7 separate regions of the Mus musculus genome follow, and all the other regions are linked to region 1. The links are chromatin contacts, called in public HiChIP or PLAC-seq and promoter capture Hi-C maps. All regions are on one chromosome and are shown on one strand. Each heading gives the region's core, a stretch centred on a gene start, on an enhancer-like site or on the middle of the called end of the contact. The rest is flanking DNA. Distances are from core to core; before and after follow the strand shown. Region 1 holds the start of Psmb7 (proteasome (prosome, macropain) subunit, beta type 7). Region 2 overlaps Gm39799 (a long non-coding RNA gene). Region 3 has its middle 29 kb from the start of Gm13584. Region 4 overlaps Gm39799 (a long non-coding RNA gene). Region 5 has its middle 30 kb from the start of Gm25081. Region 6 overlaps Nr6a1 (nuclear receptor subfamily 6, group A, member 1). Region 7 overlaps Nr6a1 (nuclear receptor subfamily 6, group A, member 1).

Evidence for each region. Promoter capture Hi-C pulls out the DNA fragments that hold promoters and counts their contacts. HiChIP or PLAC-seq counts read pairs in DNA pulled down with a chosen protein or histone mark.
Region 2: a contact with region 1 is called in an H3K4me3 HiChIP or PLAC-seq map of bone marrow-derived macrophages, with 2.9 times the contacts expected there. The contact joins the enhancer-like site here to the promoter of Psmb7 in region 1. A contact is called at or near these places in 22 of 39 promoter capture datasets (the 3T3-L1 cell line, 3T3-L1-derived adipocytes, the C10 cell line and 14 more), 1 of 15 datasets of contacts at CTCF or cohesin (embryonic stem cells), 1 of 484 Hi-C or Micro-C datasets (embryonic stem cells), 6 of 115 datasets of contacts at active chromatin or transcription factors (CD8 T cells, the HPC-7 cell line, bone marrow-derived macrophages and 1 more) and 1 of 9 other capture datasets (adipose tissue).
Region 3: a promoter capture Hi-C map of embryonic stem cells shows a contact between it and region 1, with 2.6 times the contacts expected there. The contact joins the enhancer-like site here to the promoter of Psmb7 in region 1. A contact is called at or near these places in 10 of 39 promoter capture datasets (3T3-L1-derived adipocytes, the HPC-7 cell line, embryonic stem cells and 5 more), 1 of 15 datasets of contacts at CTCF or cohesin (embryonic stem cells), 1 of 484 Hi-C or Micro-C datasets (the G1E-ER4 cell line), 8 of 115 datasets of contacts at active chromatin or transcription factors (astrocytes, bone marrow-derived macrophages, embryonic limb bud and 2 more) and 1 of 9 other capture datasets (embryonic stem cells).
Region 4: a contact with region 1 is called in a promoter capture Hi-C map of liver, with 5 times the contacts expected there. The contact joins the enhancer-like site here to the promoter of Psmb7 in region 1. A contact is called at or near these places in 25 of 39 promoter capture datasets (the 3T3-L1 cell line, 3T3-L1-derived adipocytes, the C10 cell line and 16 more), 1 of 15 datasets of contacts at CTCF or cohesin (embryonic stem cells), 1 of 484 Hi-C or Micro-C datasets (embryonic stem cells), 8 of 115 datasets of contacts at active chromatin or transcription factors (the 230-238 cell line, CD8 T cells, the HPC-7 cell line and 3 more) and 1 of 9 other capture datasets (adipose tissue).
Region 5: an H3K4me3 HiChIP or PLAC-seq map of bone marrow-derived macrophages shows a contact between it and region 1, with 5 times the contacts expected there. The contact joins the enhancer-like site here to the promoter of Psmb7 in region 1. A contact is called at or near these places in 3 of 39 promoter capture datasets (the C10 cell line, embryonic stem cells and liver), 3 of 484 Hi-C or Micro-C datasets (bone marrow-derived macrophages, embryonic stem cells and nephron progenitors), 12 of 115 datasets of contacts at active chromatin or transcription factors (the 230-238 cell line, CD8 T cells, bone marrow-derived macrophages and 6 more) and 3 of 9 other capture datasets (adipose tissue, liver and macrophages).
Region 6: a promoter capture Hi-C map of 3T3-L1-derived adipocytes shows a contact between it and region 1, with 2.0 times the contacts expected there. The contact joins the enhancer-like site here to the promoter of Psmb7 in region 1. A contact is called at or near these places in 8 of 39 promoter capture datasets (the 3T3-L1 cell line, 3T3-L1-derived adipocytes, the C10 cell line and 5 more), 1 of 484 Hi-C or Micro-C datasets (CD4 T cells), 2 of 115 datasets of contacts at active chromatin or transcription factors (the SCID.adh cell line and large pre-B cells) and 1 of 9 other capture datasets (adipose tissue).
Region 7: a contact with region 1 is called in an H3K4me3 HiChIP or PLAC-seq map of embryonic stem cells, with 13 read pairs. The contact joins the enhancer-like site here to the promoter of Psmb7 in region 1. A contact is called at or near these places in 5 of 39 promoter capture datasets (the 3T3-L1 cell line, 3T3-L1-derived adipocytes, macrophages and 1 more), 1 of 15 datasets of contacts at CTCF or cohesin (the NIH/3T3 cell line), 1 of 484 Hi-C or Micro-C datasets (the G1E-ER4 cell line), 2 of 115 datasets of contacts at active chromatin or transcription factors (bone marrow-derived macrophages and embryonic stem cells) and 2 of 9 other capture datasets (liver and pancreatic islet).

Annotation. Positions count from the first base shown.
Region 1 is chr2:38,641,727-38,645,752 of GRCm38.p6, reverse strand. Psmb7 (proteasome (prosome, macropain) subunit, beta type 7) reads left to right here and starts at 1,847. Exons shown (of 8, transcript NM_011187.1): 1 at 1,847-1,912; 2 at 2,302-2,395; 3 at 3,478-3,575. The coding sequence starts at 1,851.
Region 2 is chr2:38,495,994-38,499,886 of GRCm38.p6, reverse strand. Gm39799 (a long non-coding RNA gene) reads left to right here. Exons shown (of 3, transcript XR_866165.2): 2 at 1,377-1,528. It also overlaps a transcript of Nek6 not described here. Among named protein-coding and RNA genes, the nearest start is that of Gm39799, 4.5 kb to the left of the region's middle. Within about 2 kb of position 2,131, at least 7 of the 459 cell types and tissues checked have an H3K27ac peak or open chromatin away from gene starts, as enhancers often do. A contact at or near this core is called in bone marrow-derived macrophages, where this site is marked.
Region 3 is chr2:38,395,626-38,399,374 of GRCm38.p6, reverse strand. No RefSeq gene overlaps it. Among named protein-coding and RNA genes, the nearest start is that of Gm13584, 29 kb to the right of the region's middle. Within about 2 kb of position 1,829, at least 4 of the 459 cell types and tissues checked have an H3K27ac peak or open chromatin away from gene starts, as enhancers often do. A contact at or near this core is called in embryonic stem cells, where this site is marked.
Region 4 is chr2:38,471,629-38,475,384 of GRCm38.p6, reverse strand. All of the region lies in intron 2 of Gm39799 (a long non-coding RNA gene), which reads left to right. Among named protein-coding and RNA genes, the nearest start is that of Gm25081, 6.8 kb to the left of the region's middle. Within about 2 kb of position 2,409, at least 81 of the 459 cell types and tissues checked have an H3K27ac peak or open chromatin away from gene starts, as enhancers often do. A contact at or near this core is called in CD8 T cells, the HPC-7 cell line, bone marrow-derived macrophages and 3 more, where this site is marked.
Region 5 is chr2:38,448,764-38,452,694 of GRCm38.p6, reverse strand. No RefSeq gene overlaps it. Among named protein-coding and RNA genes, the nearest start is that of Gm25081, 30 kb to the left of the region's middle. Within about 2 kb of position 1,889, at least 16 of the 459 cell types and tissues checked have an H3K27ac peak or open chromatin away from gene starts, as enhancers often do. A contact at or near this core is called in bone marrow-derived macrophages, where this site is marked.
Region 6 is chr2:38,821,928-38,825,431 of GRCm38.p6, reverse strand. All of the region lies in intron 3 of Nr6a1 (nuclear receptor subfamily 6, group A, member 1), which reads left to right. It overlaps Nr6a1os (a long non-coding RNA gene), which reads right to left. Exons shown (of 7, transcript XR_866167.2): 1 at 1,863-3,504. Among named protein-coding and RNA genes, the nearest start is that of Nr6a1os, 7.7 kb to the right of the region's middle. Within about 2 kb of position 1,376, at least 311 of the 459 cell types and tissues checked have an H3K27ac peak or open chromatin away from gene starts, as enhancers often do. A contact at or near this core is called in 3T3-L1-derived adipocytes, the HPC-7 cell line, the SCID.adh cell line and 3 more, where this site is marked.
Region 7 is chr2:38,789,614-38,793,281 of GRCm38.p6, reverse strand. The region is part of intron 3 of Nr6a1 (nuclear receptor subfamily 6, group A, member 1); the gene reads left to right. Among named protein-coding and RNA genes, the nearest start is that of Nr6a1os, 25 kb to the left of the region's middle. Within about 2 kb of position 2,106, at least 12 of the 459 cell types and tissues checked have an H3K27ac peak or open chromatin away from gene starts, as enhancers often do. A contact at or near this core is called in embryonic stem cells, where this site is marked.

The DNA of each region.
Region 1 (4,026 bases), core at 598-3,097:
TTTTTCTCTTCTTTGGACTGTAAACTTGTGAGGCGTCTGACTTTGATAGGCAGCCATAACAAATTACTCTAAGCTGGATGGCATAGACAACAGAAATGTATTGCCTTACAGTTCAGGAGTTTGGGAATATAAGGACTATGAATTCCTTTTGCCTATTTTCTGGGGCTTTGACAGGTGACCTTTGTTTTCTCTAGCTGCAGAAACATCATTACAAGGAGTTATTATCTTCACCTGTGGCTTTCAGCAAGCAAGCACTCAAGCTAAGCTGGGCTAGGACCCACTCTCCGAGCCTATTCTTAGCACAGGGCTTCAAAATTAGAACTTATTTTCTTTATTTCAAAAGACCCAGAGATGCAATCAGATGGAACTTAATTTTTAGTGAACATTTACTAAAAATATGGTTGAGACACTGGTTCTAGATCCTTAGGATGTTATTCATTCATTCATTCATTTATCTATCCATCCGTCTGTCTTCAGCTACAATCATAATAGGACATAGTAGGTGCTTAATAAATATTTGTAAATGAATTCATTTCACAGTCATGGAGGGTGTCACTTATTGCCTAAATAAGTTTAAAAATATTTTCCTGACTTCCGCAGCAAGCCTCACATTTCCATCAGTAGAAGATTTTCTTAAAATTACATAACACTGCACTCATAGTGCTGGGTAACATTATGAATTCTGTGCCCATAAACAATCCAGTGCCTCTCCTTCAGCCTTAACAACTACTGATTCACTTTATGCTTCTGCAGATTTGCCTATTTTGAGATACTTCATACAAATGGAACTCTCTAAGGCTGGGGAGATGGCCCAGAGGGAAGATGACTGAAAGAGTAAAGTGGAGAGTGGTGGAGGACTCCCAACATTAACCATACACCCACATGTACCCACAGGCATGTGAACATGATTACCACATGAATGTATAGTATATCACATGTGAATGTAATTATACAATGTGGTTCTTCTTCTCCATGCCTAGTCTCTTTATATTTAGCAAATTGTTTTCCAGGGTCACCCCTGATTTAGTAGGTATCACATTCCCTTCCCTTTTACGGCCTAATACTGTTTCACTGTGCTGATATTCCACATTTTGTTTACTCATTCATCCGTCAATGGGCATTTGTGTTGTTTCCCGATTTGCCTGTTAGGTACCTGGTTGCTATGCTCATTTGCCTAGAAGCATCTGTGAACTTAGCTTTCCAGTTCTTCTGGGTAGGTATGACAGTGATAATTTTGGTTTAAGATCCAGTTCGTTTTCCGGAGCAGATGACCGTTTTATATTCCCACCTGTCACAGAGAGTTTTTCTCTGTCCAACTCCAGTCATTGTAGTGGGTCCAAAGCAGTGTCTCACTGGGGGCTTGGGGTTGCCTTGTCCTCGTGACTCAGGGCACGAAACGTCTTTCCATGTGTCTGTTTGCCTTTCTGAGGAAGGTGAAAGCTCCGTTACACACTAACAGTAGGAAATAAGGGAGTTGAAAGGGATTTGCTCAGCGGCTTTGCCTGGACCTGGGGTGTGTGGATGTCCCTGATACACGCCGGATTCTAGTTTAACCGCAGAAACAGATCTGGTCTGAGCGTCAGGAGATTTGGTTATTGGGGGAATTTTATTATCTGATTTAACAAATTCCATCCCTTCGGCTGATCGTCAGTTTCCCCTTCCCAGGACTTGAGGCAAAACTACTTCAAAGACCCAAGCCTCTCTAGGAAGTGAGAACTCAAGAACTCTATGTCCAAGAGCGCCAGTTCGAAGTTTGCCCCGCCCTCTCGTCCCGGTCTCTCGCGGCGCCGGAAGTGCTAAGTTCTTTTTTTGTCGCTCCGCCCTCGGCCCGGAAACACTTTCTTGGCAAGATGGCGGCTGTGTCGGTGTTTCAGCCACCGGTCGGAGGCTTTTCTTTTGATAATTGTCGCAGGTGTGTTCATGCCCGGGGGCGCGATCGGGACCCGAGTGGGAACTCTGTACGCCGGATCGGAACTGGGCTGCGGCCGGGGTCGGGGGCGTGAGGCGAGCGTGGGGATGGTGCCCGCGGCCGTGTGACTCAGGGAATCGGGCCCCAGCGCGGGCTGCTTCTGAGGCCGGCGCGGCCCTCTCCCCTTGCCAGTGTGTAAGGATTTGGACTTTCCTGTGGCTTTGGAGGGATTGGGTCACCGCCCCGATCTGTAATTCCTCGCCGATGGTGCTAATAATGGGAGAATCCAGTGATCACACTGGGGTGGAAGAAAATTGAGTTCCTTCCTAAGCACCCACTCTTCTCGCCAGTGGTCTTGTCCTCTAACACTTGATTTCTGTGCCTTCCCTTAGGAATGCTGTCTTGGAAGCGGATTTCGCAAAAAAGGGGTTCAAGCTCCCGAAAGCTCGGAAAACTGGCACTACCATCGCGGGGGTGGTGTATAAGGTAAGCCTAGACAGGCCGACCGTAGCGGTAACTGACCTATTAACCGTAGTTAGACCACTTGGACTCAAGCTTCCAGCTAGAACTGTCAGAGTGCATCATGAGAATCGGCTTTTATTAGGGAATGCCTTGATCAAGAGGTTTTACATGTTAAATAGTTTGTATTTACTCATTTTGAAGTTTTACACATGAGGGCAATTTGGCTTTTCCTAAGGTACTCTAGGAAGCAGGATGCTACAATGGGAAAGCACAGAATTTGGGATTAATTGGTTTGTTTAGATGTTTAATGCTTCCATACTGTTTCTAGTGAACTACTTGGGCAGTTTAGTCCCCCCCCCCCCCCCCCCCTTTGAGACAGGGTCTCATTATATAGCCCCGATTGTTGTAGATCAGGCTGCTTTAAACTAGAAATTTACCTGCTTCTGCCTCCACAACGTTGGGAGAGCCACTCTGCCCTCAGCCTTTTTTTTTTTTTTTTACAGAGTTAAATCTCTATCCATCAAATGGAGATAAATCCTGAAATAAACTGTAAAGATAATAAAGGCTAGCGATTAATGTTGTTAGTGGGGTGAAGAGAGTCACATTTCAAAAACTAATAGAGGTGACTGTTTCCTAAATTTTCTCTGTGTATGTGCTTGTACATATGCTATGGGACAAGTGTAGAGGTCAGAGAACAACTTGGTGGAGTCCATTCTGAGCTTCATGTGGCTTCTTACAATGGAATTCAGTTTTCCAGGCTTGCCCGACTAGTGTATTGTACTTGCTGACCTATTTTGTTGGAAATATTTTGTTGGAAAGATTGTGGGTCTTCATTCCACATTTTTTCTTTCCAGTTTAGCTCTGTGATTTAAAAGGAATTTACTGAATCGTTGCGCCTTGATTGAAGATGGAAATGAGTCTTAATCACCTCAAGAATTAGCCATTGACATTTATTAAGGATGTACTAATAATGTAGGACAATAGTTTTGGTAGGAATTTTGACTGGGGATATGGAATTCTGGGAGCAGAGAATGGCCAACATTGTTTTTCTTAAATACTATCTTATGTATATAAATTGTTGAAAACCTTTTTTCTCTAAAAAATAGGATGGCATAGTTCTTGGAGCAGACACGAGAGCAACTGAAGGGATGGTTGTTGCTGACAAAAACTGTTCAAAAATTCACTTCATATCTCCTAATATTTAGTAAGTATTGTTGAATTTGAACTACTCTGAAATCTTCTGGCATGTTGGGACTAAAAATGGACCATTACCATATCCTCTCTGCAACCTGCTTGCTGTTGAGACTGTTTTTTTAGCTCTCTTAGAGGTGTTTTGGGCTGGGATGTATGTCATCATCACTGCAGGAGATGGGAGTGGTGGTGAGGCCTGTGATTTCAGCACTGGGGAGGTGGAAGCAGGAAGGTCAGGAGTTCAAGGTCAAGGCTATATAGTGAATTTGAGGCTAATCTAGGGTAAATGAGACTCTGTGTCAAACAAATAGCTTAAGACATAACTTGTCACCTGTACTCCTCATGGTGGAGTCCTCCTATTGCCTTAGTCTTTTTGAGTTGGTCGAAAGTTCTGCTTCCCATATGCCTCTTGAGTCCCTTCCCTCCTGGTTTCTTCTCTGCTGTGACCTTCATTTGGGTTCTTT
Region 2 (3,893 bases), core at 882-3,381, 150 kb after region 1:
TGACCTTGTGTAGGAATCTTGCCCCACACCTAGGAGGAAGAAATGCTACAGTTAAGAGGGCAGAGAGAAAAGGAATCCTGGGACAGACCTAGGACCTAGCTGGTTTTCTCCACTTAGCCCATCTCCATAGCTCCCTCCAGCTGGTCCAATCACATTCCTGCACATGTGTGTGCTTGCTCATACAGAAGCTAAACACACAAATCGTTCATCCTGGCTCTGGAGACTTCAATCTGAAGGCCCCTGTGTGGTGCCAAACTATGATCAAATACATTTTCTCTGCTTTCCTCCTGTTACGCTGTCTTTTGTTAGGGCTGTTGGTTGTGAGCATTTGTGGTGTGCAAGTAAGAACTTGTCCCCTTTCCACCCCTTTCCATCCCTATACAAGCCTGCCAGGCCTTTTCTGGTCATTAGATTTTAACACATGGTGCTTCTTTTCCCTGGAGCATCCTTTCTCCCCACCAGTGAGACAAAATCTTATTCATCCATCAGGACCTGCATCAAAAGCGCTTTCCTAGAATATTAATATTCATCTAGCAGACATTGAGGGGGTCTACAGATTGCCTTCAAGTAATTGGTCAATGATGTGACAAACAGCCCACCCTCCTGGGAAGCCTTCCCTGGCCCAGACAGGGTTTTTCTTCCCTCTTTGGGGTGGCTCCCTTGGGTATCACCTAACACTACATGCTGCTCCTGCCTGGTGTGGCTGATCTTTATCTCTGAACTGAAGGGCAAGGACCAGGACTGACCCACCATGGCATATCCCCTCGCCAAAGCTTGCACTCATGCAATAGGGCCAGCATGCAGTGCACCGTTCTTCTAGGAGAAGAAATGCTGAGAAAGCTTCCTCAGCTCCCATTCTAGAGCAGCACTTTCGGCTGGCCCCATTGTCAAATGTTCTCAGCCAGCCTGTCCCCTCCCCTCTGATGAGCACCTGCAGTTTCTGGGTAGAGAAATGAAGACTAGAAAAGGAGGAGCAGTTGGCCAAGGCCAGACAGCAGGGAAGAGTTGAACTCACATGAAAATCTACCGAGCTGGTGCTTCTCAATGTGGCTGAATCCTGGGCAGCTGTGTTTGGGCAGAGGCAGTCTGAACTTGGGGGAGTCGCCCAAGCCAGACAAGGGTAGGATGAATACAGGTTTATGTCCCTTACCTTTAGGACCTAGTGGGAACCTCACAAGATGGGCCTTTGACCCAGCCCCCTCTTAAGCTATCAAGCCAACTCTGACCTCCTGTCAACCTTGGCACAAATTATAGACTAGAAAATAGCTCTGCAAAGGGGAGGGTCTTTCCAAGAGAAACCAAAAGGAGAAGATGGGATTGTTTTTCCCACAAGGTCACATGAGCAGTGGTCTCTGCAAACGTCCTCTCTGACACAGGTGCCACTCTCGGTTTCTCTCAAGAAGACATCAAGGTGGAGCTATCCCCAAGCCTGTGGCTGGAGATCTGGGTCCAAGGCTAGCACATACTTAACTTGGCCAGTGGCCTTGGAAAGTCATCGCTTGTTTTCAACCTCCTGATGTGCATCAAGGTACTGCTGGGAAAATAAGATGGGATAATAGCCTAGGAGCCTGGCCCAGGGCTGCCACCCTATTTATAAACAGAGACTCAATCAGAGTTGAGGTCACCTCGTCCATCTGGAGAAAGTCCCTCTGCCCTTTCCTGAGTCTGGGCTGCAGAAAGATTCTCCGGGGCAGAACGCCAATGGGGGAAGCACGCCTCTTGTCTCTCTGCTCTCCAGAGCCTTTTTCCTCCAAGCCAGCGAAGGAGGCTCAGGGTTGGGATAGGTCAATCGGAGAAACTGTGGCCCATTCCTCCACCTTCTGGGGGGCTCACCTCATTCAGGCAGAAAATAACTGGGCTGCAAACACAAAATATCCTAATTTTTAAAAAGTTGTTTGTGTTTTTCAAAATAGCAAACTAAGCATTGCATTTCATTGTGGTATTTCCATATATAGTTAGTTTTTGTTGATCTGCCACCCCTTATCACATCATCTCAGCCCCCCCTTCTCTTCCCCCTCCCCTCCCACAAGTCCTGCAGTCCCCATTCAACTTCCACATTGCATGTATTCTATTGTCTGTTTCCCTTTCCCTTCCTTAAGACATATTTCCCTTTTGTCATGTTCTCCTTTCTGTTTCATCATGAACACACACACATACAAACACACATACACACACACACAATCTAGGGTCTGCCCAGAGGAGAAAGAATGCCTTTGTCTTTTTGAGTTTGGATTGCTTTGCTTCATATAATAATTTAAAGATCTCAACTTAGTATGGCTGTCTGGTAACTCCTGTAAGCCAAGTTGGCCCCAGACTTTCAGGCATCCTCCTGTCCCTGGGTCCTGGCATTGCAGGTGCACACTACCACACCCAGCTTGCAAACACTGACTTCTAAAACATAAGTCGGGCTGGTGAGATGGCTCAGTGGGTAAGAGCACCCGACTGCTCTTCCAAAGGTCCGGAGTTCAAATCCCAGCAACCACATGGTGGCTCACAACCATCTGTAACAAGATCTGATGCCCTCTACTGGAGTGTCTGAAGACAGCTACAGTGAACTTACATATAATAAATAAATAAATCTTTAAAAAAATTGTATTTAAAAAAATAAATGAATAAAACATAAGTCAGGCAGAGTCTTCACTGCAGGGTTCATCTAGACAGCTCCCTGTAAGTGATGTCTATGGGTTTCCACACAATATCTCAGTGTAACCCCACATGGGAGTCCTACAGGGCACTCAAAGAGGCTTTTTTTCCCTCTGTGCTGGGGCTTGAACCCAGGGCCTCCAACATTATAAGCCATTACTCAACCATTAGCTTATTCTTAATCCTCTTTTTATTTTGAGACAGGGTCCCACTAAGTTGCCCACACTAAGTTGAGCCTACAATGCCCCTGTACCAGCCTCCTGAGTAAGTGGGACCATAGGCCTGAACCACCAGGTCTGATTCTCAGGAGACATTTAAAGGGGAAAGTTTCCATTCTATTCTTCCGAAGGCTGCAGATTCGTAGTCAGAATCTACCTATATCTTTTGGGAGAAATGTCGTTTAAAACTGTTGCCCATGGGAGTTGGAGGTATAGCTCAGTGGTTAAGAGTACTGGCTCCTCTTCTAGAAAGAGCAAGTGTGAGTACCAGTACCCACATGATGGCTTACAACCATCTGTAATTCCATGCTCAGGGTATCTGACTCCCTTCTCTGGCCTCTTCAGGCTCCTGGCACACATGTGGTATACAAACATGCAAGAGACCCATGCTCATAAAATAAAATCTGTTGCCCATTTCATTATACAGTGATTTAACATTTTATTTTGTGTTATTTTAAAGTTCTAAGTAGCACTATTATCACATTCTCTTCCATTCTTTGGTTTGTCTTTTCATTTTTTTTTTTTTGACAGTGACTTGCCAGAAGTAGGTGTTTTTGATTCTGATACAGTTCCGTTTATAAAGCTTTACCTTTGTTGCTGATGGGATCTGAAATATTTCAGGCTGGTCTTGAACTCACTGTGTAGCCAAGGATGACCCTGAATTTCTGATCATCCTGTGTCCACTTCCCCATGCTGGGATTACATAAGAGTATAACCACATTTTGTTTGTAGAATGCTGGGGATTGAACATGGGGCTTCATGAACACTAGGTGTCCTAGTTTTATTGCTGTGAAGAGACACTATGACCAAGGCAATTCTTACAAAATGGGGGCTTGATTACACTTTCAGGGGCTCATACCATTATCATCATGGTGGGGAGCATGGTGACGGGCAGGCAAGTGCTGGAGCAGTAGCTGAGAACTGCATCCTGGTCCATAGGCAGAGAAAGACAGACTCCAGCTTGGCATGGACTTTTGAGATCTCAAAGCCCACCCTCCAATGATGCACTTACTCCAACAAGGCCACACCTAC
Region 3 (3,749 bases), core at 580-3,079, 250 kb after region 1:
TGTTCAATATTGCTCTGTTCACAATGGCAAAGATCCAGAATCAGTCTAGATGCCATCAATGGATAAGTGAATAAAGAAAACATGTAGGTGTGATGAAACATCATTAGCTATATAAAAAAAAAAAGATGTTCTGTCATTTGCAGCAAATGTGCAGAACCGGAAGATATTATGTCACATGAAGAAAGTCAGTAAGTCAGATACAGAAAGACAAAATATTCTCCCTCATGTGTGGAGGCACTGTCAGGAGTGGTGATTCCTGGTGCTGGGAAGGTGGGGGAGGTAGAGAGATGTTAGACAATAGATCACAAAGCACAGACAAGAGGCTCAAGTTTCAGCCTCTATGGCAGGCACATTGGGGCAATTACAGTTCACAGTGACCTGCTACTGACTGAGGAGTCATGTTGGAGACAGACAGGTCCCAGCCCCTGATGTGATGATGACACAGCCGTTGTTGGAGTATCACACCCTTCCCCATAACATGAACACTTAAATAGTAATTACTAGTAACAATTGAAATTTAAAACTTTAAGGATATGAAACGGAAGAAAGTATTTGTAATCTTATATTTCACAAAGGGTATGTTTCCAAAATGTATTTTTAAAAATGCTTCACTCAAAAATGGAAAGTCAAAGATTGGGTAAACAATTTGAATAGACATATTTTCGTGGAAAACTCACATGCCAGGTGTGGTAGAACACACCTGTCACCCAGCACTGGGGACACTGAATCGTGAGGACCAGCAGCTTGAGACTAGCCTAAGATGCATAGCAAGTGTCCGGCCATCCTGAATGACATGTCGTTGGGGTTTGTTTGTTTGCTTGTTTTTGCTTTTGTTTTGTTTTTAAAAGAAAACAATGACAAAAAAAAATGCAAAAGTGGGGTTTGAACATGGGTGCCTGTAATGCTACTACTTAGAAGATGGAGTCAGGAAGATAAGGAATTCCAGGTCATCCTCCTCTACACAGTCAGTTTTAGGCTAGCCTTAGATACAAAATATCAAACAAAATGAAACAAACAAACAACTGATTTAAAACAAACCAGCAAGGGCCAACGGGTAATAATTCAAAAGGATTTTTTTTTTTCATCAAAAGAAAGAGAAAAATTGGGCAGAAGTTAAAACAAAGCATGACACTTTCCTTCATGTCACCTCTTCACTGTGATCCAGTGCGAAGGGAGGACCCGGCCTGGTGAGAAGCAGTGACATCACCAGAGAGGACCGTGGCCTAAGGAAGAGAGCAGAGCCAGGACCAAGCTGTGAGTTCTCCCAACAGCTGCCTGTCCTTTAGAGCTACATAGGTCTTAAAGGAGAACCCCGGCTCCTCCAGGCTGAAGAGGACACCATCGGCTGTGGAGAAGCCCCACCCCTTGCTCACACCCACTCACCCCAGCCTCCCAAGAACAGGCCCTGCTTATAATCATAGCTACGTGTCATGAAAGGCAGCAGGAAAAAAATTATTATGAAAAACCTTAAGATACACAAAAATAGGATAGCATAATGAATCCCCGTGCCCTAGTTTTCACCACGGTGGTAGTTTTGCCAGTCTTGCTTCCTTTTTGAACCCCCACATCACCATGTGCTTACAATGCAGCACTGAACCCTCACAGCAAGCCTGTGCGGTATACCACTCTCCCATTTAGCTCCAGTAACTGAGACCTTCAGTCATTTGCCTGAGGAAGTCCAGCATTGTTAGAAGTCAAACACAGGTCTGCCTGATTCCAGGTCCTGTGCTTCTGTACCGTCCTCAGCAAACGAAGAGTGGTGAAGGATGATCAGAGCCCACACCCGGAAGCGCCAGACCTTGCCTGGCTCTCCTGTCACCCCGCAGTCAGAGGTGGGGCCAGACAGCCATCTTGGAATGTGTATTGATCCAGGGAGACCGGATATAGTGGAGCCTGGAGTGCTACCACCTCAGGCTTGACCTTGAGGGAGCCTCCTTTCATCACATGGGAATGAGACTGTACCTCAAGGGGTCAATGGAGAGTTTCAATGACATAAGTGAGGAAGGTGCCTGGCACACAGTAGTGCTCCACAAATGGCAGCCACGAGTTCATTGTCTAAGGTCAGGAACCGCATGTTGACTTTTTTTTGGGGGGGGGGGTACGTTGTGGAATCAAAGCTGAGGAGCTGGGCAGAGGAGAAACAGCAAAACCCAATAGCTTGGTTACAGTAGAGCTAACTAGAAGCCCAATGCTGGACTGGCTTCAGGTCCCAGCATGAGAGAGAGAGAGAGAGAGAGAGAGAGAGAGAGAGAATGAACAAGAGTGAGAGAGAGAACAAGAGTAAGAGAGAGAGGAGAGGAGAGGGAAAAGGGAGAGGGGAGAGGAGGGAGACAGACAAGAGAGAGACACACATACACAGAGAGACACAGAGAGAAGACTTTCTCCTCCTCCTCCTCCTCCTCCTCCTCCTCCTCCTCCTCCTCCTCCTCCTCCTCCTTCTTCTTTGTAATGTCTCAATAGCTGTAACATCACAGGGAGAGACTGGGTGTTTCCATGGGGCTCCACAGCAGGATGGAATAGTGATACGTAAAAAGTGTCTGCCAGCCGCAAGTCCAACATGGGCTGGCCCTAGGACTTACTCTGACAAACAGGAGACAGGAAGCTAAGGCATAAGTCATCTTCAGCTTCTGTTGCTTCATCCCCACAATGTTCCATGTTATAGCCAGGCCTGTGTTGTGGAACCAGAGGACTGTTCATGCTGAGCCAGGCCCAGCCCACAGCATACTCACCGACAACCTCATGCAGTCCCACAGGTCTCAAAGCATGGCAGAAGCCACCTAGCCAGCCCATGGGAGCCACTAGGTATCTAACACTTCTTGTTTGAATGACATGGGAACCGAGGGGCTCAGTACAGGTAATCCATATACCTAGAAGGTGGCAGGAGCAATGGGGTCTGGATTTAGCTCAAGCTATTCTCGCACAGGGTATCACCTCTACCATTCAATCTTCACATAAGCCAAGACTGACAGGGTAGTTCAGTAGGCATCTCTCAGAAGAGAGAGAGAGAGAGAGAGCGCTGATATCTTTAGGGCTGGAGTTTCTCTCCATCCTGTGCAGAACCCCCATCTGAGTGTGGTAGTGGCATGGTTCTGAATGCAGAATGTGAGTGGTCTCAATAATCTGTGTATGTCACCTGGGTGTGTCTGTGTCTGTGACCCTATGGCATATTACCATAATACCATGGTAATGTAGCCTCTGGTGATTTATGTTTATGGGGTATGTGTGTGTAGGGGGGGGGGGTGTCATGATGGCATGTGTTTATGTGAGAAATATGTAGAGTGTGCATCAGGGATACATATGTGAGGTGTGAAGTCTGTTCTGGTCTGTACCAGGGGTATGGTGTATGTGGAAGTCTGTGGGTGTTGAGTATATAGGGTGTGGTATGCACCTTTCAGATGTGCATGTATGAAGTATATGGTTTATATTGTGTGTTTGTGTATGGGTGTATTATGTGAGATATATGACTCATGTGTGTGTATCTGCATATGTGTGAGATGGGGGGTAGGCAGTGTAGGTGGGTGTTGAGGGTGTTGAGTGTGGAGAGATGTGTTGCGTACTGTGTTGCTGTGTATGGTGTGTATGCTTGTGTTGATATGTGTTTGTGTAAGGGATGTGGTGTATATGGAGGTCCTTGAGTGTTGAATGTGAGAGGGTGTGGCTTGAACTGTGTGTATATGTGTGATGTGTATGTGTGGGGTGTGGGGCTCATGTTAGTATGTGTGTGAGGGGTGTCGTACACGTGGAAGTCT
Region 4 (3,756 bases), core at 1,160-3,659, 170 kb after region 1:
TGAAAAGGCTCTAGTTCTATAATTCCAGCGTTATGAAATCCTGGGAGAGACAAAACCATAGTGACAGTAAAATAGTCTGTGGCTGTCAGAGGTCGGACCCAGGGGACTTGGGCAGTGAATCTGATTTGCATGATGCTGTAATGACTGCTATTTACCATCAGGGGTTACTCATAATGAATATATTAAATTTGTATCCATTAGTCATTATATGTTTTTGTGACATATAGAACATGCAACCTGGTGGGTGGATCCCACATAAACGGTGGGCTTTAGTTAATGAGTGTGTTTCCATATTGCTTGTCAGCTGAAGCAAATACAACATGTAGTCAGAGATTAGTCAGTATGGGAATAGTGGGGTGGTGGCTGGGGGAATACCTAGGCATTCTATGTACCTCTTGGTCCTTTTCCTGTAAGCCTAAAGCTGTTCTTAAAGTCATCTCTAAGAACTTGAGCTTAAAATGCTTTTGGGCCACCGAGGCCGTGCAAGCCTAGTGACTTGAGTTTAATCCTTGATCATACAAAGGTGGAAGGGGAGAACTGACTCCATGAATTTGTCCTCAGACCTCTCCTGTCCTGTTCCATGACACTCTGCATCTCTATGTGCACAGTCACAATGATTAAAAGGAAACCTTCCTTTTTTCAAACCAACCTACTAAGTAACTAACTAACCGAAACTCATTGTATGTTTGTCTGTATAGTGTATGGCTGTGTAGACATTCCTCTCAGTGTGTATGTGTGTGCGTGTGTGTGTGTTTATACATCCTGTGTGTGTTGGGGGTGGGTATGCGTGTCTGTGCATCTGGAGACCAGAGGTTGATAGAGAATGTCTTACTCAGTTGCTCTGCATCTTATTCTTTGAGGCAAGATCTCTCACTGAACCTGGAGCTCATCAACTTGACAAGGCTGACTGGCTAGTGAGACCTAAGAATCCTTTCTCTCTCTGCCTTCCCAGACCTGGATTGCAGGCTCTACTGAGCTGGGGTTTTTTTTGTTTTTTTTTTTTTGTTTTTTTCAAGACAGGGTTTCTCTGTGTAGTCCTGGCTGTCCTGGAACTCACTGTGTAGACCAGGCTGGCCTCAAACTCAGAAATCTACCTGCCTCTGCCTCCCAAGTGTACTGAGCTGGTTTTATTTTACATGGCTGCTGAATCCTAACTCTCATCCTCAGGCCTGTGTCATGAGCACATTACCAACTGTACCATTTCCCCAGCCCTAGAATTAAAGCTCCAAGATATTAAACCAGAAAGGCTAGATGGAGGTCAGTACTGGACATTCCCTCAGGGTTGGAAGACATGTTAGCTATCATTCTGCTCAGAATTACTAACCACTGTTTTTTTGTATTTTTCTTTTGTTTTGTTTTTGTTTGCTTGCTTGGGATTGTTTTGTTTGTTTGTTTGGTTGGTTGGTTGGTTTTTTGTTTTTGTTTTGTTTTGTTTTGTTTTGTTTTGTTTTTTTGAGACAGGGTTTCTCTGTTTAGCCCTGGCTGTCCTGGAACTCACTTTGTAGACCAGGCTGGCCTCAAACTCAGAAATCCGCCTGCCTCTGCTTCCTGAGTGCTGGGATTAAAGGCGTGCGCCACCACGCCCGGCTACTTTGGTTTTTTGAGACAGGATTTCTTTGTGCAGTCTTGGCTGTAGTGGAATTAGCTCTGTAGACCAGGCTGGCCTTGAACTCACAGAGATCCATCTGTCTCTGCCTCTGGAGTACTCTAACTGATTGAAGTCATGTGTCACCACCGCCTGGCTTAGCATTTTTATTTTATTTTTTTAAACCTCTAGGAAAAATTAAGGATTTCCCCCAAATACATACAAAGCTCATCATCCTTAAATTGTGCTTTAAAAGACCAGAGTAAGTGGGGTGGGAGCAGGGGCTTCCTGGAGTGTGGGTGAGGGTGGGGGCCTTGACTGTGCCTGTTCCCACTCTTCAGCTAGTTACACTGGGGCATGGGAATTTTGTGGTATGAACCAATGTTGCTGATTTAGCCCACATAAAACTGGTCCTGGTTGGCTCTACTTGTTATCCAGTCTTGGCACTGTATTGGTAAATAGAGTAAATGTGATATCTGTAAAATATGATAAGGTGAGGGCTGAGCCAATCACCTCGGGGCAGATGGACTGGAAGTCAATGAAGGCATTTACTAGGGAAATACAGTAATGGCAGAACTTAAGCAGAAGGGAAGAACTAAATGGGGGAGATGTTAGTGTGAGGGGATTTCACAGAGGAAGGTGACTGTGGCCAGGCTAGGTCACACAGTTACTTGTGGTGGCATAGAAAGGCTTCTTATTCTTGTCCCCTTCCTGTCACTTGCTCATGAATGAATCCATTTCTACTGAGTGTCACATGCTCTGAACACTGCCATCAAAGGTTTCCTTCCTGTGCACACATGTGGGGTGACCCTTCACACACTGAGCATGTTTGCTGAATGCAAGCACATGCCTTGATGAATCAGCAGCCCTCATAGAGTTCACTGTACAGTGATTTACTATGTAGTGGCTCACCATCTCCATACTTCTGTTTTCTTTTCTGTGAAATGGAGGAATAGAACAGCAGTCACCTAACATATTGTCAAGATGAAATGACTAAGTAGCATGCAAAGTGCATAGGCATTGTAAGGTCACAACACCTACTTAGCCCTACTCCACCCCCACAGAGATAAAGATTAAACCCAAGGACTTGCATATGTCAGGCAATTACCCACAGCTTCTAGGCCCTTTAGCAGGGCAACTTGAAGGTGTGTATGCATGTGTGTGTGCGTGTGTGTACTCTCATGTGCATGCGTGAGCACATGTGTTTGTGTACCCACGTGGTGTACAAGGATGAATGTGTGACTGTGCATGTGTTCATGTCTATGCATATCTGTGCATGTGTGTGTATATGTGTGTGTGTATGTGTGTTTGACCTTGGTTGCATGGTTCTTTAGTGTGAAGTTTTTAGATGACCAAGTCACGTCTCAATGTCAAAAGATTAGACATGACAGGTGATACAACAGACCCACTCTCCAACTTGATTTCTGCCCTCTGTCTAGTTACCCTCTAGGCTGGGTATAGACACTGTATGAGCCACATTAGCAGTTACTCTGGAAAGTGAAATCTGGAGGATGGCACCTGACTAAGAAGTCCCAGGTCCCACAGGCCAGCTGGCAGAGCCCAGAGCTTGTCTCCATTGCTCTCTCCACAGGTCTGTTCTGTCCCCGTGACTTGACTGGTCCTTGGTCTCTCACTGTTTGGTGTCTTGCCTGGCCCTCAGACTTACAGCCCAGACTTTTCCTGGAAAACCCCAAGCATTGTCACCTTCGTCCTCCCAATTCTGTGGCGGAGAGACAGAATTAGAACTTGCCTCGTGGTACGAAGTTGTGGCAATGACTGTAGAAGAATGACTTTCAACTTCTAGGAACCGACCCTGACAATCAGATAAGGCAAGCACTGAGTCACTGGCAGAGGCCACATCAGTGGAGATTTCAATTGTGTGTGTGTGTGTGTGTGTGTGTGTGTGTGTGTGTGTGTGTAGGATGCAGAGGCCCCTGGTTCCACTTCCTCCCTGGGAGGCCCAGACCCTTCAATACTGTTTCTGTGCTGAGATGGGAAGGAAGCACTCACCCAGCAGGTGACAATCCAGACCAGCTGGGATGTGCTGCTAGATTAGGTCCTAAAATATCACAGCTGTGAGAACCCAGATTTTTGTTTTGCAGATGATAAAACTATTCAGAGAAATCAAGGACTTGTCCAACTTTCCCAGACAAGCTTAAAAAATAATTGGG
Region 5 (3,931 bases), core at 640-3,139, 190 kb after region 1:
TGCCCTTTAAAATGCCAGGGGCAGTTTACTGGGGAGTAACCTGGAAACTGATACTAGATGACGGCTTGTTGGTTAACTCGAGTTCAGCCTTAGGTCAGGTTCTCAAAGATGGAGTCTGAACCCAGGATCTGGTCTCTCAATAGGAATGGTCAGAAGAAAATATTCATATAGGTACAACTGTGTGTAATCATAGTTCTATAAAGAGAGAAAATAGTGTAGGAGCAATAACTAAGGAGATTATAGGGGCTGGAGAGATGGTTTTGTGAGACCCCGACTTAGAGCGTTTCTCCCTGGAAGGTAAAGCCCCTGGATGTTCTCCAAACTTGTTTTCCCTGATCTTTAAAAGTACAGCTAGAAAAAAAGCTCTTTGTTCTCTATAGCCAGCAAAAAGTCTTTTTGTTTCTATACTGTACAACCAGAGATGCCTGCCTTCCTGTGCCGAGGACACGGAGATAAAAATTCAGAAAGAACTCACTCCCCACTCCTGCCTTGTAAATTTCACCAAGGACACCCGGAAGAGAAGAACTCTTCCCAACTTCTCCCAACTCCTCAGCTAGCTGTTAAAAGCCCCCTACTGTCACCGCTCGGGGGTCGAACTCCCTTGCTCTGCAAGGCGCGAGGGGTTCCTCCTCAGCTAGCTGATAATAAAACCTCTTACAGCTTGCATCAGGTGTGGTTTTCTCTCAAGATGTTGGGGTGTTGGCCAGCTCATCCTGGGACTTGAGCGGAAGCCCAGCATGGGGGGGGGGGGTCTTACAGTTTCATCAGTAAAGTGCCTGGCAGGAGCTTGGATTCACAACACCATGCAAAGAGCCAGGTATGAGAGTGAACCGGAAATTATGAGCTATGGGATGCCTTGAGACCTTCTCTCAAAAAATAAGGTGGGGGTGTCAAGAGGCACGTGATAGTGCTTTCTGGCCTACACACACACACACACACACACACACACACACACACACACATACACACACACATACACACACACACACACACACACACACACACACACATACACACACACACACATATATACACACACACACTAGCATCCAAAGACAAGGGCTGAGGGTTTTTGTTGTTGTTATTGCTTTTGGGTTGTTTTTTCTTTTTTTTTTTTTCAAAACTGTTGAAGAGAGTACCTCAAGACAGGAGCTTCATTAAACTTCAGGGTGGAGCACTTGCTCAGAACGGCAGTTAGAGGACTTTTTAGTGGAAACCTCCAAAACCAGAAGATAGAGCAATGAGAATTCTAAACCAGCCTGACGAGCTAGAGTGCCACACAAGGCAAAAATACCCTTCAAAACTTAAATCAAAGTGACAGCATTTCAGGGGCAAGCTGGGGTGACACACACTTTTAATCCCAGCACTCAGGAGGCAGACGTGGGAGGAGCTCTGTGAGTTTGAGGCCAACCTAGTCTACAGAGCAAGTTCTAAGACAGCTGGGGCTACACAGAGAAATCGTTTCTCAAAACAAACAACAAAACAGGAAATAGATACAAGTTGAAAAGTTTCATTGTCAGCAGTCTTTCAGCTATACTTCCTTGCCAGGCATGGTAGTGAAGGCACACCTTTAATCTCAGCACTTGGAAGGGAAGCAGATCTGTGATCTCTGTGAGTTCAAGGCCAGCTTGGTTTGTGTAGTGAGTTCCAGGACAGCCAGAGCTGCAGAGACCCTGTCTGAAACAACACAACAGTCCCTCAATCTGGAAAATGGTCCTAGCTGGGTGCTTGGGACTATGCAGTAGAATGCAGGAAACTGGACAGTATGTTTAATTTGTCTGGAACAACAACATTATACATGTAGTGTGGGGGTTGGAACATCTGTAAAAGGAAAATATATGGCCATGCCACCACAAAGTTCAGATGTGGAAGTGGAGTTAAAGCCTTGTAAGCTCACTGAATGTTCCAGGGAGAGGCTAAAAGGACTGAGACCCGCAGCTGTGGGACAGTATCACATGGCCTAACAGTCATGAGTCAGATTCCCAGAAATATAAGAGAAAGAAGAAAAGAGCTGCAAGAAGCACTTGAAGAGATAATGGCTGGGAATTGCCTCCAAATGAATAAAAGACAAGAAAGAAGAAATCATCGATCCAAGGAGCTCAGATGACAGCAAAGAAAAATACTGAAAGGAAGGAAGGGAAGGGGAGAGGAGAAGGGGGGAAGAGTGAGAGAGAGAGAGAGAGAGAGAGAGAGAGAGAGAGAGAAGGCTAGAGAGAAAAAGAGTAGGAGAGAGGAGAGGAGAAGAGAGGAGGGGAGAAGGGGAGGGGAAGGGGTAGGGAGAGAGGGAAGGAGAGAGGAGAGAGAGTAGGGTTGGGGAAATGGTCACTGAGTGCTTGCAGTCTGGATGTAAGAATCTGAGTTTTAATCTCCAGCCCCCACATTAAGAAGCGTGTTCTCTCCTTCTGTCCTGAGGGTCTTCAGGCTTGGCAGCAGTGGCTTTACACACTGGATCATCTCACTGGCCCTCACAAACTTATTTTCAAGATAGACTTAATGTGTAGCCCTGGCTAGCCTAGAACTCACTTTGTAGACCAAGCTGGCCTCAAAGTCATAGAGACCCCCCCTGCTTCTGACTGTGTCTGAACTAACATAGTTTTTAAATTCTCTGGATGTGTGTATGTATGCTTCTGTATGTTGGGATGTGGATACACATTTATGCTACATGTAAGGGACAACCTTGGATATTAGTGTAAAGCTAGTATTGTGTGTGGGTGGGCTGTGACAGGAGGGTCAGTGGGCCTTTCCGGCTGCTGGTCTAGCTCTAGTTTCAGTGAAAGGCCCCGTCTGAAGGGAGTCAGGTGGACAGGATAAAGCAGGACACCCAGCACTCTCCTTGGGTGTGTAATAGCACACATGTACACACAAAAAATAAAAACACACAAAAACTGTCATATTCAAACTGCTCACAATTAAAGATGAAAAGAAAACCTTGAATCATAGAGGCAACCAGAGATAAAAGCCATTTTACACATAGAGGTACAAAGATGAGGACCACAGACTTCTCAGCAGAAATGACACAAGACAGAGCCCCGAGTGTCATCTCTTTCAAAGTATTAGGGGGTATTAGGGGGAATACCTGTCAACTCAGAGTGATCTACCTAGTGAGAATATCATCCAAACATTCAGGAGACCTAATGATGTTTCTATTCAGAAAACTTATTACCCATACATTTCACACTAAAGACACAGTATAAGTGCTTAGGGAGAAGAAATTACAGGCAACCTATATCTACAGTAAGAGATAAGAATGGAAATAGTGTCAATTAGAGTAAAGAGAAAATGCAATGTACTGTAGGTTTACACTGCTTGTATATTTGACAAAATAATACAGAGAACGAGAAGTCTGCTGCAGTGTGAACTTTGTACTGTACACGAAGCAATATAATTGTTACTGTTCTCAAGATGCCCGAGAGAATAAGGTAATGAGTGGGTGGGACTATTTATTTTGGCTCATACTTTCAGAGAGTTTACTCTATGGTCACGGTCACAGGACGGCATAGGGGCAGGAGTGTGTTCGGTCAATGATGGGGTCTGCTTACCTCAAGACAACAAGAAGCAGAATAAGGCATAGAGGAGGCAGGGATAAGGCACTCCCTACAGACTCATATTCTCTAGTGATCTAACAAATTCCCCCAGTGATATCCTACCTCCTAAAGTTTCTAGAACCTCCCCAATATCTCTACCTCATGGACACCAAGCCCCTAACACATGATCATCTTGGAGAGATGTCACATCAAGGCTTAAACAATCCCAGCACTTGGGAGGCAGAGGCAGGCGGATTTCTGAATTCGAGGCCAGCGTGGCCTACAAAGTGAGTTCCAGGACAGCCAGAGCTATACAGAGAAACCCTGTCTCGAAAAACAAACAAACAAACAAACAAACAAACAAAAACAAAACAAAACAAAAAAAAAGAAAATAGATAGCTAGCAAT
Region 6 (3,504 bases), core at 127-2,626, 180 kb before region 1:
CTTCAAATCTCAGAGCTGCCAGGAGTGTGTGGAGCCTGTAACTTCCTGTTCTCTGAATTCTGCATCTTTCTGCAGCTCTGAGCTTTGTGTTCCCCAGCCTGCGACTGTGTGCTAACAAATCACTATTGTCCAGTGGGGCGAATGTGGCTGGAACTAAAGAATTGCTGTCTGGTTTCTATTCAAATCCAGGTAGTGAGATACATGAATGGACTTTTCGAATCGTCATGTGAATAACGTCTGCTCGGCATGAGAGCTCAGAGCCACGCTAGGCAAGATTAACTCCTAGGCTGCCCAGTAACACTCTGCGGTAGGAGCTAAACCATTAGAAAGAAGCGTCTGACACATGCTTAATTCTCCATTTCCTAAGTTGGGCTAGGTGTTAAATTATTTAACTGGTTTTTTTAAGTGTTCCTGAACTTTGGGAAACATGCCAGATTAGGTGTGTGTTTTTTTTTTTCCACTTAGAATAATGTTATATTGTCTGAAAAGTTTTTTCTAGCATTTTTTATATTATAAAGTTACTTGATTGCACATAAACAAAAGTAAGAGACAGCTGCTTTTCTCAAGGAACTAGTCCTTTAAACTGCTTTCCACCCCACAAAGGGAAACCATCCCCGCCCTTTTTAAAAAGTACTTTCTTATTACTTCAAATATTTTCCCCAAAGCCCACATCTATACAAAGAAAATCGAGCTTCACATGTAACATAAAAATCAAAGAAAACAAGTTGCCTTCAAATTAGGAACCCACCTAAGTTATACCAGAATTGGTTAATCTTTTTTAATTATAGGTTTAAAATGGTACTATAATTTACAATTCTCATTTATCTATAAACAGTTATTTTAAGTATCTTCAATATACCTGAAAAAGAAAATCTCGATAGGATTGCGTTTACATTTCTCCTCTCTCACAGGTACTATGAAATGGAGAGAGAGCCTTTTATGTTTCTTTTTGTCTTAAACTCAGACAGCTTTGTAAGCAGTAGTGTGTAGATTACAAGAGTTAGACAAAAGCAGGCGAGACTGAGAAGAGTGGAGGGGGGGTTGCTTGGGGCACTTCCTGTCACTCAACACATTCCAGATCACTAAAAAATTTCCACACACTGCATTCCCTCTTGCCCACTCAAGTTCCCAGTATTTTCTGATTCTGTGTGCTGCTGGTGTCTCTTGTGCTCCTTTCTTTCCATGGCTCTGCTAAGACTGCTTCAGGGGACACACATTCCTTTAGATTATACAAAGCATAGCTTGGAAAATGGCTGGCAGTTTCAGAATCTAGTCACGATTGCACGCATGAGCACCTCACACATCCATGCCCCCTTTCCCCCCTCCCACCTCCGCAGCTGGCTGACCTGTCTCACCCGCTGCTGGCCTATCGAACGGCCAGGACTGTCTGGTTTTGGCTCATGCCTTTGTCCATGTCTGGCTTAGTTCCTCTCTGTCTATGCTTGCCTTTACCCCCAACGCCCCAGGCGGCACAAGTGTTTGGCCATGCAAAACTACGGATAGAAAAGGTGGTAAAAACTTCAAACTTTGCTAAATTTTCTAACAGTTTATTCTTTTGTTAATTTCTGCCTTATTTAAATATTGTTTTAAGAAAAACAAATAGAAAATTAATTACCTAAAGGCAAAGAATGCAAAGCAACCTTTGTGTTCCTTATAATAACTGACTTAATAACTCTGCAGCTGCGTTATGGGGAGCGTATAAAGCTTCTGTTCCGAGAACAAAGGAGCACGTGCAGAAATGAGCCGAAAAAATCAGTGACAGCATTTCACTACACAAATTACTGAAAAGGTTTTAGTCAAAGCCTCTCAACAGATGCAATTTTAAAATGGTTTTTAGCTGGAAAAAAAATGAAAGTGCTTACCCGGTAAAAGAACCGAAGTAGTCCTGAACTGTTACGTAAGACTTTCTACAGTTGGATCTTTGTCAAAAGGGGAAGGGGGTGATAGAAGAAAGCAGCAACAACAAAAAAGTTGGAGCTGCTGTGGCTAGAGGACAACTTCTGTGCTTCCAGATAGGATTCTTGCTGTAGAAATGGAACTTCAGCCAGCACAGCATCCTGTCCCAGTAGAAAAATGAGTTTGTCAGTTTAAAAAAAAAAAAAAAAAAAAGATCCTGGAGCCCAGGCTAGACAAGGTATTGAACCGCACCAGGTTTCCTTGCAGCCCTGTCTGCTTAGCTCGCATTGAACTATATATGACCCAGATGATGGACAGAAGCACATTCAGTCATGTGCACACTGGAAGAAAGCGGATTTGCTGGTCCCCGCCAGGGCAGGGGTTTGTCTTCTGATTGGGCTGTGCCCTGATCGGTGAAATGTGAAGCCCTCACCATTCAGAGGCCATAATTCAGGACTGGCAGTTTGAGTGTCTGGCTGCTTCTAGTCACTGAGAGAGACTTTGTAGGTGTTGCTTTTGTTTGATGGCATGACCCACGGAGTAGTTGCTTACACCTTATATACATGTCGGGGGAACTAGTCTTTCTAAAATACAATAATGCAGCTGATGCCACAGTTCTAAGCCAGCCTATTGTTGATAAATTGTGCTGTAACTAAACTAATTGTTTGATTTAGCCAGCTTCCTCTCCAGACCATGGACCTGATTTTGCAGTTTGATAAGGTAATTATAAAAGTGGTGTTTGAAGCAGAAATGGTGTGTTCCTGTAGTAAGTCTAGCATTTGAGAGGCAGAAGTAGGAAAGATTGTGAGTTTTAGGCCAAATTTAGCTACATAGTAGCATAGTATATAGGAAGGAAGGAGGGAAGAGGGAAGTTTTATAGATCTAAATTATACCTAATGAAAAGCGAATAAACAGCAGAGAAGTGAGTTTTTAGATTTTAGAGTGTTTGAACATATGAGGAAGTAGCTTTAAATCTCTTATTATTCCTTTTTGGGATCACCCTTTAGTCATACAGGGGATTTTGGAGATGGGTAGTATAAAAGCATAGACTCCATCAAGCTGTGGCCTAGCCTTTAAACTTGCAACACAGCCTTAGCTGGCAGTCTTTAGATGAATTATCTAAACTAGGGTCCTTCAGGTTCACCAGCTGTTTTTCTGAGCCACTAGGAAACCAGGTTGCCATAAAGGACTGTCAGTTGTGATGTTGTTTAGAAAAAGGCAGTTACTTTATTTAATTAAATTGACTTTTTTTTTTAATTGATGTAATAAAGTTTCATTATGAGGGGCTGGAGAGATAAATGGCTCAAAGGTTAAGAATACAGGTTACTCTTCCGGAAGAACCATCTTCAATTCCCAGCACCTAAGTGGTAGCTTATAACAACCTGTAACTCTAGTTCCAAGGATCTAATGCCCTCTTCTGGCCTTCTCTGGCACCTGACACACAAGTGGCTCACATACATACATACAGGCTAAATAATTTTTAAAATTGCATTATAAAACCTTGGTTCTAAGATAAGAAGTCTATTCCATACGGACCCATTTTTATTTTCTTCAGGAATTCCTATCTCCAAGAATTTAATACAATCTAATAAGTATTAGTATTAAATC
Region 7 (3,668 bases), core at 857-3,356, 150 kb before region 1:
GTATTTCATCTCCTGGGTGGGATAGGGTGGGGCTGATTAGGTCTCAAGTTGTCCAGGCTGACCTCAAACTCACTATGTAGCTGTGGATGACTTTAAACTTCAGATTCTCCTGCCTTTTTATCCCCCGAGTACTGGGATTACTGGCATAAAGCAGCAAATCCAGTTTTATGCAGTGCTAGGGGTCAAACCTAGAGCCTAGTGCATGCTAGGCAGGTGCTCTGTTGACAGAAATATGCCCAAGCCCTATACTTCTATATACTTGTATTTTGTTTATTACATTTTATTTTGAGGGTGTAGCATATATCTCACAATGTACATACGGGAGTCAAAGGACTATCCACCCTTGAGAAGCAGTTTCTTCTTCCATCATATGAGTCCAGGGATCAGATCATTAATCAGTGCACATCATTAATCGCAGTACCCGGGAGGCAGAAACAGACTATATAAAATATTAAAAGAACTATTTTTTGGAGAGAGGGGTCAAGGTTTGTGTAGCCCAAGCTGGCCTTGAAGCCATGGATGACCTTCAGCCCTTTATCCTCTTTCCTCCATCTCTGTGTTAGATAAGAGGTGTGAGCAGTTATGCCTGGTTTATGCAGTGCTTGGAAATCAAGCCTCCTAGGCAAACACTCTACAAATGGAGCTACATCTCCAGCCCCCTGCAATGATACCTTTTCTACTCCTGCATATACAAGCATTTCCATTAGTTATATATTCCTAGAAGTGTTTAGGTTGCTGGATTAAATAGTATGTGCATTTAAAATGGACTTGGTTTTAAGAAACAGTACGACAGATGATCTCTCAGTGTACCAGCTTATGTGATAACCTTTTAATAGAGGAGGCTAGACAGTGATCCTGAAAACTAGTTTTGACAGTGACCCATTACATAGGAGGATTTACCTTCCCAGTAGCATAAGAATTGTAAGTAGGTAATTTTTAAGGGCATGACCAAGCAGATTCATAGACTGATAAGAATTGCAACTGACTAACTCAGTTAAGAAACTCAAAGAAGGGAATAATCTATGAGATTATTTTGTATACTATCCAGTATGCACTCCTTTTCCTGTAACCCAGATTTTTTTTTTTTCTGAAGGACAAATCCTGCAGTAATGCTTGGGTTTTTTTTTTTTTTTTTCCTAAGGAGCATTATTAGGAAGAGATGCTTGGACAAGTTCAAGGAAAGAATTCCTGAAAGCCATTGGTCTTTCCTCACATCCTTTCACTGTTTGCCATACTGCTGTTGTCTTAAGGATTGCATAGATAATACCTTTGGTTCCAAAAGAAGGTTTGCTCCCAAGAGTCTATCTCTGAGAGATGGCACAGAGGAGGTAGTGTTCAAGTCACCAATGGAAGCCCAATATCTTTTATTTGATATCTAGTTTTGTTGTTGTTGTTGTTGTTTGGTTTTTCGAGACAGGGTTTCTCTGTATATCCCTGGCTGTCCTGGAACTCACTTTGTAGACCAGGCTGGCCTCGAACTCAGAAATCCACCATTGCCCTGCTTGTTTTTGAGACTGGTTTCTCTGTGTAACAGCCCTGACTATCCTGGATTTGCTTTGAAGACCAGGCTGATCTCAAACTTCTAGAGATCTACCTGCCTCTGCCTCCTGAATGTTTGGATTAAAGGTGTACACAACCATGCCAGGCCAGCCTTTGTTTTGTTTGTTTGTTTGTTTGTTTTAAAGATTTATTTATTTATCGTATGTATGTGAGTACATTGTAGTTCTCTTCAGACACACCAGAAGAGGGCATCTCATCCCCTTACAAGTGGTTGTGAGCCACCACGTGGTTGCTGGGAATTGAACTTAGGACCTTTGGAAGAGAACAGTCAGTTCTCTTAACCACTGAACCATCTCTCCAGCCCCAGCCTTTGTTTTTAATTCATTAAATACTCAGCTATATATGTAGATGCCAATACCACAGAGAGGATCTGCTCCCACCCCAGCTGAGACAGGTCATTCTTCTCTGAGCACACATTGTGTTTTGCCCCTCATCTCAGAAGTGTCCTTGTATCTCCTGCTGGCTTGATCTCTACAAGGAGGGGATCTTGACTTTCCAACCTATTGTTTGTCACAGAGTAGGGCTTGCTCAATGTTGACTTGCTTTAAATGTTGAACTCTTTGTCACTAATTCTGGAACAAGGGAAAGGAGGATGGTGTCCCCTTCCTTACCTCTAAGAGATGTGTGAACAAACATTCCAGTGGGCTTTGGGACAAAGATTCTGGTGGGAAAACTGACTCATTGTACTCAAGAACAAACAAAGTTTCTAGATTTGTGAGTGTAAAAGGATCTTAGTGACAGGATAGTATTTCCAACTAGGATGGCTGGATCCTAGTTTGGGGTTTTGGTTTTGGTTTTGATTTGTAAAGAAAGTGAATTTAAGGAAGACTAATAGATTAGAAAGAGCATAGTCCCAGATGGTCTCTCACAATAGCACTCTAACTTAATATTAGTTCAAAGAGGAAGGTTAGTTATGGTCTTTTTTGAAACACCCAGATAAAGTTAAAATAATCTCTTTAACCTTGCTAACTACAAAGTGGTGAGGGGCATTTCACCTTTTTATCATGCAGAGTGAGTAGTGCACTCAGAATTTGCTAGCACACTGTGAAAACTGGGTGTTGGGAGGGGTTCTGCTGGTATATCTTTGTGATGTAGATGAATGTGTCTTTCTGAATCTTATAGTTGTATAATTTTGTAGATGGAGGTTAGAGATTATCATCTTCACAGATTCAACTTTTGAGGAGAATACTCCCTGAGGATGTTGAATTGTTGTGTTCTCTATTCTTGCAATATTCTTATAATATCTTGATGATCAGTACCTAGGGCTGTTCCATAGTAATATTCTAACTCCAATTTTTTTTCATTTGTTGTCCTTTGTTCCATAGTTACTTTTCAGTTGTTGTGATAAAATATTATGACCCAAAGCAACTTGGGACAGAAAGGAATTATCTTAAGTTTGTAGATTAAAAGGAATTTAATCTTATAGTTTATAGTCTATTATTCAGCGAATCAGGACAGGAGCTGATGCAAAGGCTGTGGAGGAACGCTGCTTACTGGTTTTTTTCTCATTGCCTATGCAGCCTGCTTTCTTATACACTCAGGACAACCAGCCCACCAGTGGCTACCAGTATGCTGGGGCCTTCCACATTAATTACCAATCAAGAAAATGTACCACAGACTTGCCTACAGGCCAATTTAGTGGGACATTTTGTCAATTGAGAGTACCTCTTCCAAAATAACTATAGCTTACGCCATGTTAACGTAGAACTAGCCAGCACACATAGTGTAATGAAAAGACAGATTAAAGGCTTCTTTTCCTTACTTAGTAATTTTCAAGATGATATCTTCTCAAACACATCCAACCATTGATGATAGGAGAATTTTTCAGCATTTCTTTTCTGTCCTCACTCCTCCTCTCTTCCAGAACCCATGAAGGCTGGACAGAACCTTTTAGCTACCATGCCTAGTTTGTTTGGTACTACATATCAAATCCAGAAGCCTCATGCATATTAGGCAAGCACCGTACCAACTGAGCTATATCCCCACTCCTAGCATCATTAAGTCATAGATTTTTTTTTCCTTTTCTTTTTGGTGGTGCTGGCAAGTGAACTCAGTTTCATTCACTTGGCAAATATTCCACCACTGACTAATGCTCCTAACCCTAGCCT